Regions from separate parts of the Zea mays genome. Here region 1 is linked to region 2. The links are chromatin contacts, called in public Hi-C maps. All regions are on one chromosome and are shown on one strand. Each heading gives the region's core, a stretch centred on a gene start, on an enhancer-like site or on the middle of the called end of the contact. The rest is flanking DNA. Distances are from core to core; before and after follow the strand shown. Region 1 holds the start of LOC100502327 (SART-1 family protein DOT2). Region 2 holds the start of LOC100285591 (NAD kinase 1).

What was found. Hi-C and Micro-C count contacts between places; a contact is called where the count stands out from the background.
Region 1: a contact with region 2 is called in a Hi-C map of ear, with 3 times the contacts expected there. The contact joins the promoter of LOC100502327 here to the promoter of LOC100285591 in region 2. A contact is called at or near these places in 7 of 25 Hi-C or Micro-C datasets (bundle sheath, ear, endosperm and 2 more).

What each region holds. Positions count from the first base shown.
Region 1 is chr3:149,818,102-149,824,376 of Zm-B73-REFERENCE-NAM-5.0, forward strand. It overlaps LOC100502327 (SART-1 family protein DOT2), which reads left to right and starts at 2,940. Exons shown (of 13, transcript NM_001323905.1): 1 at 2,940-3,360; 2 at 3,588-4,188; 3 at 5,129-5,294; 4 at 5,373-5,439; 5 at 5,596-5,709; 6 at 5,784-5,877; 7 at 5,967-6,033; 8 at 6,107-6,166. The coding sequence starts at 3,602.
Region 2 is chr3:149,485,874-149,492,709 of Zm-B73-REFERENCE-NAM-5.0, forward strand. LOC100285591 (NAD kinase 1) reads right to left here and starts at 4,594. Exons shown (of 11, transcript NM_001158482.2): 1 at 4,265-4,594; 2 at 4,035-4,151; 3 at 3,071-3,242; 4 at 2,829-2,948; 5 at 1,949-2,241; 6 at 1,744-1,838; 7 at 1,296-1,402. The coding sequence starts at 4,291.

The DNA of each region.
Region 1 (6,275 bases), core at 1,690-4,189, 330 kb after region 2:
AAAGAAAGACAAAAATAGCTCAGAACGATAGCTGGATCTCACTAGAATGTCACAAACATGTTGTTGTAGAGTATGGGATATAATATATTGTTATTAGGGTGCTTGGGTGCAAAAGGAGTGGACCAAGGGGTCCCTTTAATAACCCATGGTCGGTCCCTAGCCATTGCTCCTTCCATGTAAAAGTAGTTGAAAATTAGTTCTGCTTGAGGGCACTAGACCGTGAATAGTCGCTCCTTCTCCAGGATCTAACTGGGGCCCTTACATAACTGACGAGCATTGTACTAGTCCGGTGCACCTTCAGACCGGGTGCCCCATCAGCTAATCGTTGGCCAGCACACACCCGCATGAAGTAGCCGTTACAGGCGGTTCAGTGCACCACTCAACCGACTACTGTTCAAGGTTCGGTGATTTTTATAAATAAAAACCCAAGGCTTGACTGTTCAGCCATACAGGCGGTCCGGTGCGCCAGGTCGCTCAAAGCCTGAGTTCTAGGTCTTTTGCATACCCGGTCCGGTGCACCACCGGACTGGTCTGGTGAGGCCTAGAACCATCAAGTAAGGCTCTTTTGAGTCTAACTTCTTCAACCCTCTTTGAACATTCTTGGGAGCTTTTCCATGACTTAGACAAATACCATTAGCACATAAACAAATGAACTAAGTCTAGGGAACTGACCTCTTCCATATGTTTCCACTAGGATTTGCAGTTTAGCTCAAAACAAGCCCAGAAAGCACTTTTATCATAGAATTGAGTAAGATATTAAATCAAAATGATAGAAATATTGTATTAGGCATATGCAACTTCTCTAAGTGATCAAACCTCTTAGTTTTACCATTTTACCCGAAGTTGCCATTTCTAGCCTCTTTTTCTCTTTTGGACTTAACACCTTCAAATTGCATATAAGTGATCCTACGCTCATACTCAAAGTAAACAAGTTAGTCCATGATAATGTGTTGGATACTTAATCACCAAAATAGGTAGAAATGGCTATCTAGCCCATTTCCCTTTCACTTGGCCCCACCGAGCGGTAGGGCCATGCCGCCCTACCACCAAGCGCTAGGTGTCCTAACACACATTTTTAGAGCGACGAGGACCACTCCAAATTATATTTAGGTCTCTTCCGCCCCCATGGGGCGATAGGTACCTATAAATATTTTTTAGAAATTGTGATATAAAATTAAAGCTTTAATTATTTTGAAATAGAATAAGGAGAAAGTTACGCAACACTAGTTCCTGCTCTACGTTCGCCTCCACGTCAACCCGATGTGTTTATAAGTCTCCGCATGCTACATTCATCGCCTACCTTTCCTTATCCCTTCCATGGGCCACATAGGGATGGTAGTTAGGTGGGTAGTACATGGTGTATGGTTCACGAATCCATACCCGCGAGATAAAACCCAACCCATACCCATGCCCATCAGGTATCCACTACCCGACGGATACCAGTTACCCACTGGAGTCAGTCTATGATAGAAGAAGGTTTCAATTGTTGCCAAACTTCTAGGAGGCGACAACAAGGCGATGGTGGTTTCAGTGTACGACAGATGGGGCACACTATGTAATATTGAGGATGGGCGCGTGGTACAACGGGACTCAGAAGGATGGGGACACAACAATGAAGGATGGGCCCGGTGCAGCATGGAGGATGGGGGCACTGGACACAACATGGAGGATGGCGACACATGGTGGAAGATGGGGGCGATCGCATGAGGGTTTGCTTGGGCTCTCATCCATAGCCTATAGGCAGGTTAGGGTTGAATCTTCGAATAGGAATTTGGAATGCCTAAACTATCTAGATGACCCACATGTCAGATACCCATCAGGTGGTAGGTATGGATAGTACATATCCATTCTCTCGAGAAATTTACCCGTGGATACTACATTATACCCATACTCGTACCTATGGGGTAAGAAATTCTATCATATCAATGTGTGACACATAATTACCCACTAGTTAGTTGCTCGTGCATTGCCACTATTTCTATATATCATACGAGTAGACTATTTTAACGAGACACAAAAATATGTGTTCTATTGGTAGGTGGGTGTGAATATGGAGCAAACAACCAAGGTTCAAACAACAATTTGTGCACAATTAGTTTAAACGTGGGTTTAGAGCTAACAACCATGGTTCGAATCCCCATTTATACATAATTTTAGCGTCTTTGTAATTTAAATAAATGTGGGGGCACAACCACGATAAAAACCATGGAATTAGACAAACTGATGCTTTAATATAGTAGATATTAGATGATATAAAGATGGTTATTTACCTATACCAGTACCCACCGCCATCCCTAGGTCCACGCTAAAGGGGCCAAATATAAAGCTATTATAGAAAATACCTAATTTTATTCGTACACCTATATGTACTAGCATATACCTCGTGATAACGCTAAGATCCCACAGAGAGGGATTGACGGTGGCAGCGACGTGAGGGTAGTGGTTGAGTCGGTTGACGGTGGCGGCGTCACGTTTGAGGGGGATGCGAGGAGGCTGTGAGTGAGGGGGCACGGGAGAAGGGGAGGGATGATGAATTAGGAATGACCCAATATTCCAAATAATATTGTTAATTTGATTTAAGTGAGTGTGGGGTGATTTGGTTGGTGTGTTTTAAATTGGATTATATAGGGGTGTTTGAATGTACTAAAACTAATAGTTAGTTGGCTAAAAATTATTAGTGGAATTAGCTAACTAATAAATAGCTATCTAACTATTAATTAATTACTAAAAATAGCCGATAGCTAAACTATTAATAGGGTGTTTGAATGACTCAACTAATTTTAGTCACTAACTATTAACTCATAGTTACTCAATTTAGCCCAAAACAGAGAAAAAAAATCTTTCGAAATCCCAAACCCGCAGGACGGCCCACTAGGCGTCTTGGGCCGTTTGGCCAGAACACGCGGCCACCCAATCCTGCCCAGGTCCCAGGCGCCCCTCACACTCTGCTCATCTCTGCTTCGAACGTTCACGGAGACACGAGGCTGGAGGCTGCAGCGCTAACCCTAGCCGGCGTCGGCGGTGGCGGCCAGCGGGAGGGGAGCTGCCAAACGCCTAACCCTAACGGCTGCAGGCGGCTGGGCGCAAGGCATCCGTGGCCAGCGTGCCGCGCGCACGAGCGGACAGTTGCGGCGGCAGGGGCGCAGGGCGCGACCTCGGCGCGGTGGGCGCGGGCGCACCGCTGAGCAGGCTGTAGGGGGAGGTGGGATTGGATTTTTTTTGACGTGGAAGTTGGAATACTCAAGTTGGAAATTCTGCTCCTCCACTGCCGCCGCCGCTCGCCACGTGCTCGGGTCTAGACTCGTCGGTTTATTCGCCAGGTCTTCGTTGTGCCCTTCGCCGGCGACCAGCACGCACCAGGTAACCCCTCCGCTTGACCTCTTCACTTCCTGCCGCGCGAAACCGAGCACCCGAACCCTAGCTTAATCTATTTAGGTACGAAACCGAGCACCAGAACCCTAGCTTAATCTATTTAGGTACGAAACCGAGCACCAGAACCCTAACTTTTGGGTATGTGTATTTGTATCTGCCTAATTACAAGTTTATATAGGCAACATGTCTTATAATTTCGTTTGTTTTTGCAAAAGTTACTGGGTCACGCATGTCGTCTGCTGCTGCGGTGGACGAGATGGAGCTGGACGGCATTGAGCGGCACCGGGATAAGGAGAGGAGGGAGAGGCATAGGAGGGAGGAGAAGGATCACAATGGCAGTGGAAGAAGGGACAGGGAGAAAGAGAAGGACGACCGGAGAAGGGACAAGGATGATGGCAAGCATAGGGATAGGGATAGAGATAGGGAGAGAGACAGGGATAAGGATAGCAAGTACAGAGACCGGGATAAGGAGCCAGAGCGTGAACGTAACCGTGACCGTGACCGGGGCAAAGATCGGGAGCGGGAACCAGATCGGCAGCGTGACAAGGACCGTAGCAAAGACCGGGATAAAGAAGCAGAGCGTGATAAGGAAAGGGAGCGGAGGGACAGGGATAAGGAGAGAAGCCGCAATAGAGACAAGGACAAGGATAGGACGCAGAGGGAGGATAGGGATCACGAGAAGTCAAGGGTGAAGGGTCGTGGAGAAGACGAAGCAGATTTATCCAAGGGCGACAAGGGGGTTCAGAAGCAGAGAGTTGATGCCTCAGGGGATGCTGAGCAGCCCGCAGCAGATGAGCTCAGAGAGCGCATTGCAAGGTAACTACTTGGTCTTTTCTTCCTCATATGTTTCGATAGTATGTTGAGGAACTGTATGTTGTCATTTGCCTCAGCTTTCTGAATGATAGACAAACAGACACACACACACGCACGCACGCACGCGAAGCATGCGCGCATGAGGCCGTATCCTGTGCAATCTGCTAAGTTGTGCAAGCGTGCAATTACATAATCTAAGCCATCTAATTCATATCTAATGGTGACTGCTAATTTTACGTTTAACCCAGCAAGGATTAAAGAGATGAAGGGTGAGGTGGGAGGGGTTAAACGCAAAATTATCAGTCACCATTAGATTTGCACTAGATTACTTAGATAATGTAATTGCACGCTTGCACAATCTAACAGATTGCATAGGAAACGGCCTCTCTCTCCAGTATTTATGCATAATCAACTAACATTGAAAATACAGCATTACAGCTAAATTTTGTATGATTTATTTTACTTGTTGCGTTCATATGCATAGTCAGGCAAAGTTGTGGCTGATGGCTGTCTCCAGCACATTTAATGCGCATATGAAATGCATTTTGGTTGCAACCAGTCTTGTGTCGTTGTAAACCTGTACAACTTTGAACGTTTCCTAAGGTTCCCACTTCCCAGGTTAGAACACCTTGGAAAATAATGCCTTACTGATTTTGAAGTATGAACAGATAAACCTCTACACTAAAGAACATTGGAAATCTTTATCGTAAAGCATTGAAAACATGCAAATTCAAGGAACATCTTGCAGGGCTTAATACTTTAGGGAACATAAACCTTTGGTAGTGGTGACATGCTACAACTAATTAGCCTTAAATGCCATGTATTTAAATATGGATGGAATATCTGTTAAAGGTTTGTATGCGGTTCCTGAATCAAGTAATATTTGCGTTTCTGTTCAACAAAGTACGGCTAGTATATCATGATTTGGTTCCACTTCCTGTAGGGCAAAGGAGGAAAGATTGAAGGAGAAAAAGGAAGGAGGGATACTGGATGGTAATGACGGGGCTTCTGAGATACTGTCTTGGGTGGGAAAGAGTCGTAAACTTGATGAAAAAAGACAAGCTGAAAAGGAGAAAGCATTACGTCTTGCACGAGCACTGGAAGAACAGGTAATTATTGCCAATTGTTTTTGGATATACTGTCATTAGGTCTGTGTCCTCCACTAACCTTAATTTGTTTGATGTCAGGATAATATCTTGGCAGAAAATGGCGATGACGATGATGACGATAAAGAGGAAGATACACAAGTGGGAGGTAGTGATATACAAATCTTTTTAGTCGCAAATATGTTTTTTTCTTGGAACCGTTAATAGTTGGTTAACAGCTAGAGTGATGCAATTGTTTGTTTTAATATGTTGTGAATTACAATGGTTACAAGTGCCTTTGTTTTTTGTTCTGCAAAAAAAAAAGATCACTTATCTGGTGTCAAGGTGCTTCATGGCCTTGATAAGGTTTTGGAAGGTGGTGCAGTTGTCATGACTCTCAAAGATCAGAGTATTCTTGCCAATGGGGATATCAATGAAGGTAACCCCCCACCCCCACCCCACCCCCAAATTTTATCGATCTGGCCATTTTCTCTAAAAGACAATAATTTGTAGACGCTGACATGCTTGAGAACATTGAGATTGGTGAGCAGAAACAAAGAGATGAAGCTTATAAGGCTTCAAAGAAGAAAGGAACTTATGATGACAAGTAATTTTCTTATGCACATAACATGGTTTTTGGTTGTTGCTATGTCTCAGATTTGTCCCCCTAATACACATTTTATTGGTTGTTTGTAGGTTCAACAATGATTCATCGTCAAAAAAGTCGATACTGTCACATTATGATGACCAAATGGAAGATGAGGTAAACATTCTGTTTAGCTTCATTTGCTTGCATTTCGAGATATTTTGTAATTGTATTCTCTTTAACTTATCAGGGCGTGACCCTTGATGAAGGTGGACGTTTCACTGGTGAAGCAGAAAAGAAGCTGGAAGAGGTGATCTATATTTTGACCTATGGACCATGATATTTCACTAGCGGCATTTTCCTTTTTTCTTGGGATGATACAAGTACACTCTGCTGGTGCACTACATGAACTGATAGAT
Region 2 (6,836 bases), core at 3,344-5,843:
GCCTTCTTTTTGGGTTCAGTTAAGTTTGCACCTTGGAAAAAGATTTGGAAAACATGGGCCCCTCTTCGATGCAAGTTCTTCATTTGGTTAGCAATCAAGAACAGGTGTTGGACAGCAGATCGCCTGTCAAAACATGGGCTGCCGCACCACTGTCTTTGCCTCCTTTGTGATCAGGATGTGGAGAATATAAAGCACATTCTTGTGTCTTGCGTCTTCTCCCGAGAGGTTTGGACCAAAATCCTTCTGTGTGTTGATCTGCAGGCAGTTGCTCCCCAACCTGATGTGAGAACTTTCTCTGCCTGGTGGTATTGGGCAGCCAGCAGTTTGCCAAAGGAGAAGAGGAAAGGGTTTAATTCCATAGTCATCCTTGTGGCCTGAATGGCTGGACTCTTTGGAAGCATGGGAATGTGTGTGTTTACGGGTCTTAATACTAGTGTCCCCTTAGTCTGCCAAGAAGTTGGTAACGAGAGCGAGCTCTGTTGTCTTGCCGATAACACGGCACTCAAGGAGCTGCTCGGTGGAGAGCGAAGGCTAGGCGCCTAAGTTTGTCCTGTAGGGTCGTTGGTTTGTCCTTGCGCGTGGCGCGCTTGTACTCTAGAGTGATGGTGTGGTGAGGGGCATACCTCATGCCTCCCCTCATGTGTTGTACTGTTATCTTTCTTTCTTAATGAAATGTCATGCAGCTCTCCTGCGCCGTTCGAGAAAAAAAAAGTAGAAGTACTACAAAAGTTTATACTTTACAGCTGCAAGACAGTTGCTGCAGCAGCACATGGAACATGCGACTCACATTTTGCATCATTCATAGTGATACAAACACAGCTTAATACTGTGTTCAGTAACCAACCCAGGTTCATCTCCTCCATATTTCAGAAATATGTTGTGGCAGGGAAGATCTCAACATTCCAATCTGTCTTTTTCTTACCATGCACAGTTTAGGCCAATGAGTGTTTTAAACTAAAATATACTGTTGTGGTCTGACCAGTAAGGTTAGATTTGAGAACATCATCATCCATAAACACTCTCCACAATAGTAATATGCATTGCAAATTACATGGTAAATAGGATAACAGAACATCAACATATAAATAGCAAGACGAGGCAGAAACTCCATATCATCTGAGTACCACTAGAGTCTTGCACTTGAATGTATGGACTATCCATAAACACTCTTCAAATTATTAATCAATTTATTCAATTCCGTCACAAAAAGGAAAAATATCTTCTTGAGTAATCTGTTCTGAACTGCTAATCTGGAGCACATGGAAGAAGTTCATCACACAAGTTAAATGTCTTACCATTATCCCATGTTTGGACGAAGTTGTAGTAAGAATCCTCTGTTAGAAGTTCCTTGCTAACACGTGGCTCAACAAAGATGTTTATATTTTTATGCTCCCTAAGCCATCTGCAGAAAAATAATTAAAAAAACTTTTAGTGGCATGTGCACAATATACAGGTTACCTGTGCAGTAGCATATAACCCATGTAAGTTGCGATTCATGATGCACAAAAACATATCAAAGGTGCTGATTTCTAAAAATGTTAACTTATGTCATCAAAGACAAGTGGTTGGTTCTCATATGGTATAGTGTGGCTAGGGATGGCAACGGGTCGGATTCGGATCGGATATTGGAAATATCCGCCTGCAGCAATATCCATGGTCATAGATAATATCCGACCGCACAAAGAATTAATCCGTGGATTTGGATATCCGTAGTGGTGGTGCAAAGCAGATAAAAGAACACACCTGATCATTTCAGCACAAAGAACACGAACAGAGTTGGAATTCGGTTTGGTTATGAAAAGCACTGTTTGTGGTGGCGATTCCCATTTCAGTAAGATCTGGAGGCAAAGTATTTGTCATCATTGAAAGAGAGAGGAGCAAAAGTGATTAAAAATTTCTAGAATTATCTGCCATTCCAAAATGAATTGAACAGGACAAATGAACCAACCTGCTTATTGCTTCGTTCTGCGGTTGTTATATCACCTTTTTCAAAGGACACAAAATCATGCTTATGTTGTCCATTTTTATCCCCATTACATCCCCATGAAAGTTTAAATGATGCCTTTCTCCCCACCACCTTGTGATTAGATCTTGGGATAGGCCCAGGAACTTCGTCCTGGAGAATCTCATGTGCACATATACCATGCTTTCCGCAACATCCTAATTGATCAGATGTAGGTGTCTCCAGGGTTAGTTGGCTGACCAGTTTGTCTAAGTCATTATTGATACAACTGCTGTAGCCTGCACAAGATAGAATTCCAGTTGCTTAAGAGGCACAAAGAGTATAGATGCTGAACACGGTAATATAGTATTCCATGATGCAATATGTGTGCCAAATTTTAAATTTTGAGATCCATCCAATCAGGGGCGATTCTAGGGAGGGGCACAGGGGGGCAATGTCCCCCCTAATCTTCTACAAATTCCATAGAAGCTACTAATTTTTTTAGCTAATCACCATATAAATAATGTAAAATACCTCTTAACAGCCCCCCTCAATCTAATTTGTCCCTCTCAATCTTAAATGCTGGCTTCGCCCCTGCATCCAATGGTGCTATGATAAGCCCCACACACCCTCAAGTCACGCCTATGAGCAGTATGTTGAACATCGCAGGGGCCAGAGCCTAAAGTTTGCTAAACCAACCACACTCCTTGTCGCATGGGCCTATGCACGTGTGTAGCAACCTGCTTGGAATTTTGTGGTCGCTTCACTGACTAAACCATCAAATGGAAAAGATAGATATGAACTTGAAGCGATAGTTGATGGATTGCTCAAGTTATGAGATTGTTTCACTAAAAGTAAAATTATCAATAGCAAATGCATATCTTACCTTTGATTTTACTCCGATGCTTGTGCGCTGTCTCTAATTCATACTTACGTTTCCACTCCGCTGCCTCTGCTTGAGCAGCAGCCTTCCCTTCAGCCACTCGTCGTAAGGCTTTTGCAACAGCTTCAAATTCACATAAATTTATACCAATTGTTATTTTAATAGTAAAAGGAAGGTTGCACATGTCTGTATTTCTGCAGTACATTTTAGGCTTCATTCAAAGTACAAAATATGTCTATCCTTACTTCTCATAGCCTCCGAAAACTCAACAAGATGTGCATCAGTTGACCTGACAGGAGTTTGAGCAAGAAATTCATATGCTGCCCTCTCTGATTCTAGTGAACTAACAGTAGAGATAGATCCATTTTCACTTTGATGTGAGGCCGCGACATCTACATTTACACTCTCGTCAGAAACCTGAAATAGAAGCAGGTCTGTCAGCGTGAGTGCAGGACAATAGGGCATCTGATGGTTGTTAAAAAAATGTCTCTCCTTTCATTGTGAATGTATCAACTGCACCAGAAATAAACATATCCAGCCGTTTAAGATTGCAATGAAGCCAATGATGACATATGCAGCTTAGTTTAGATTCACAGACAAAGTGTTGTGAGGTTTTCAGATAAATTCAGACTTAAACCCACCAAACTTTTGAACTCCATAAACAATACCCAATAAAAATGCTGATCGATTTATGTAACTCAGAGCTTAAATAGGCTCAAACTGCAAAATGATGCAATGTTAAACTTGCAATTTGTTAGCCTTTCCACAGGTAAGGTAACCAAGCGATTTTGCCTCGTATTTTCATGTGTGACTCGGATTTGCAATTAGTGTGACTTTCTAGCTGATTAAATCACAAATTCAAGTTTCGTATACTACTCAAATGTCTGTACTAGATACGTTTTTTTAAACAAATATACACTGGAACACCGGAATAAATCTTTCACCCACAAAATGGGGAAAGGAGGTCGAGCCCATTGGCATTTCTGGTCCAGGAAATCCCCGAGCCGGAGCTTGCAAGATATAGTTACTTAAAACACCTGTACGACAAAAACAGAAGCCGTGAAACTCAAGGACACTCCAGTTAGTTACTTGGGTGCCGTTACTTATTACGCAATCGCACGACGAAGAACAAAAACTACGACTACGAGCGAGACGAACCCAAAGCGGGCACACATTCCTTAACGCCATTCTATACAAGTCTGGACGTACCGAGTGGACCAATGATCTGATGCTCGGAAGAGTTGGGAGCGGAATCGGCGAAGGACTGAGGCTCCGGAACTTGGAATCCGACGGCGCGAGCTGAACTTCCTCGGAGGACGACGGCCCCTGCCACGCGGAAACCACGCATTCACCATAACCAGCTAAACCAAGCATTCCGTCGATCTCAGAATTCAAACTAGCTCGCGAAATTCGGACTCCCAGGGGGAGGAGGCGCTTACTTTGTCGGCGAGCTCGTCGAGCGGCATGGCGGCGCGATCCGAATCCGCTTCGCGTCCTCGCCGTCGCAGAAACCAACCCCCTGTACTGCTCTTGGCCCCCGGTTCCGGGGCTTGGGTGGGCAATTGCACTTGGTCTCCGATTCGCAAGGGGGGAGAAGAAGAAGAGAAGGGGTAGGAGGTGGTTGTGGTGCGAGGCGCCGAGGCCGGTGTGAGGAGCACCACCTCTGCCCCGCCCCGGCGCGGCTATTTAGGATCCTGCTTTGACGCCGACGGGTGCTCGCCGGTGGGCCCCAGCTGCAGTGGGACGGCCGGGTTCCGGCTGACGCGTGCCGGGAAGGGAGCGGCATGGCGTGCGGAGCCTTCGTGGTTCACTGGTTCCTGCCGGGGTCCACCACGCTTCCCATTTCCTTTTTTCCCCGGTTTGGGGATTATTAATTAAATCGATCTAACTATATCCGCCCCCCTCCAACTTGTGGGGAGACAATGGGAGAAAGAAACTTAGGGCTTTGGAAGTTAATTATTTTTACAGTTCCTATGCAATACTATATTTTTAAATAATACTATAATATTTTATACCATAAGATGTTTGGTTATATTCTTGAAAACTATATTTTCAAAAACATGGTATTCTAGATAATGTGGTATTTTTGGAGTATTGGAAACTCCGCTCCAACCCAAAGTTTTTCATGGATGGCTAGATTTTGTCTAATACCATGACTTACAATGTTGTATCCAAACAATGTTTCTCAAACCATGGTATTTTTGGAGTAAAATACTACGGTATTGTCATTAACAATTGCAAAATATAGTATTGTAGAACCATGTTTTTTAGAAACATTGTTGCCAAACAAGTCCTTAGACTCTTTTTGATTGGGATTCTCTAAGAGCTTTTTGAAAAAAAAATCTACTAAAGGGGTTTTTTATGAGCTCTTTCTAGAAAAGAGAGATGATCTCCTTCAAAAAAATCAACGAGAGCTAGGAGCTAGAAAAAAGCTTCTGAAAGTCGCCTAGAGGGGGATGAATAGGGCGAATCTGAAATTTATAAACTTAAGCGCAACTACAAGCCGGGTTAGCGTTAGAAATAGAAACGAGTCCGAGAGAGAGGGCGCAAAACAAATCGTGAGCGAATAAAGAGCGAGACATGATGATTTGTTTTACCGAGGTTCGGTTTTTGCAAACCTACTCCCCGTTGAGGTGGTCACGAAGACCAGGTCTCTTTCAACCCTTTCCCTCTCTCAAACGGTCACTTAGACCGAGTGAGCTTCTCTTCTCAATCAAACGGAACACGAAGTTCCCGCAAGGACCACCACACAATTGGTGTCTCTTGCCTTGGTTACAATTGAATATGATCACAAGAAAGAATGAGAAAGAAAAGAAGCGATCCAAGCACAAGAGCTCAAATGAACACAAATGTCACTCTCTCTAGTCACTATTTGATTTGGAGTGATTCCGGACTTGGGGGAGGATTTGATCTCTTTGGGGTGTCTAGAATTGAATGCTATAGCTCTTGTAATGTGTTGAAGGTTGGAAACTTGGATGCTATTGAATGTGGGGTGGTTGGGCTATTTATAGCCCCAACCACAAAAAATGGTCGTTGGAAGGCTGTTGTCGCATGGCGCACCGAACAGTCCGGTGCGACACTGTCCGGTGCGCCAGCCACGTCAGCAGACCGTTGGGGTTCGACCGTTTGAGCTCTGACTTGTGGGCCCTCTGGGCTGTCCGGTGCGCCAACTACGCGTGCTCTGACTCTGGCGCGCACTGTAGCGCATTGAATGCGGTTGCAGTCGACTGTTGCGCGCGAAGTAGCCGTTGCTCCGCTGGCACACCGGACAGTCCGGTGCTTCACCGGACAGTCCGGTGAATTATAGCGGAGCGCCCTCTGAATTTCCCGAAGGTAGCGAGTTCAGCGTCGAGTGCCCTGGTGCACCGGACACTGTCCGGTGCGCCAGACCAGGGTGCCTTTGGGTTGTCTTTTGCTCTCTTTGTTTGAACCCTTTCTTGGTCTTTTTATTGGCTTATTGTGAACCTTTGGCACCTGTAAAACTTATAGACTAGAGCAAACTAGTTAGTCAAATTATTTGTGTTGGGCAATTCAACCACCAAAATCAATTAGAAAAAAGGTGTAAGCCTAATTCCCTTTCAGCTTCTACAAACTTCTCTCCCATGTTTTTCTCTTCATCGAACCCACGTCGCACGAGAGGTTGTGTTTCCAACCAAATAGGATGCTCTTTCTGAAGCTCTTCTTGAAAATAACCCGATAGTTGTTTTCTAGAGAAGGCAGAGCTAGAGCTAGCAGAGGTAGAGCCCTACCAAAGGGGGCCTTAATTGGGGCATAGGGGTGACAATTGGCTCTAAATTTTACATTTTAAAATTTAAGGATCAGATCAAATTAGGATCAAGCTCTATTTCTATTCATTTTTGAACTAAAATTAATTTAGGGCCCAAACAAATTGTGAAGAAATATTTGGATCGTGGGCATCATACACCTCATTTAAAATCTACTAAGGGGGTGTTTGGTTTCCCAGTAAAGTTTAATTCATGTCACGTCGAATATTTGAATATTAAGTATAAG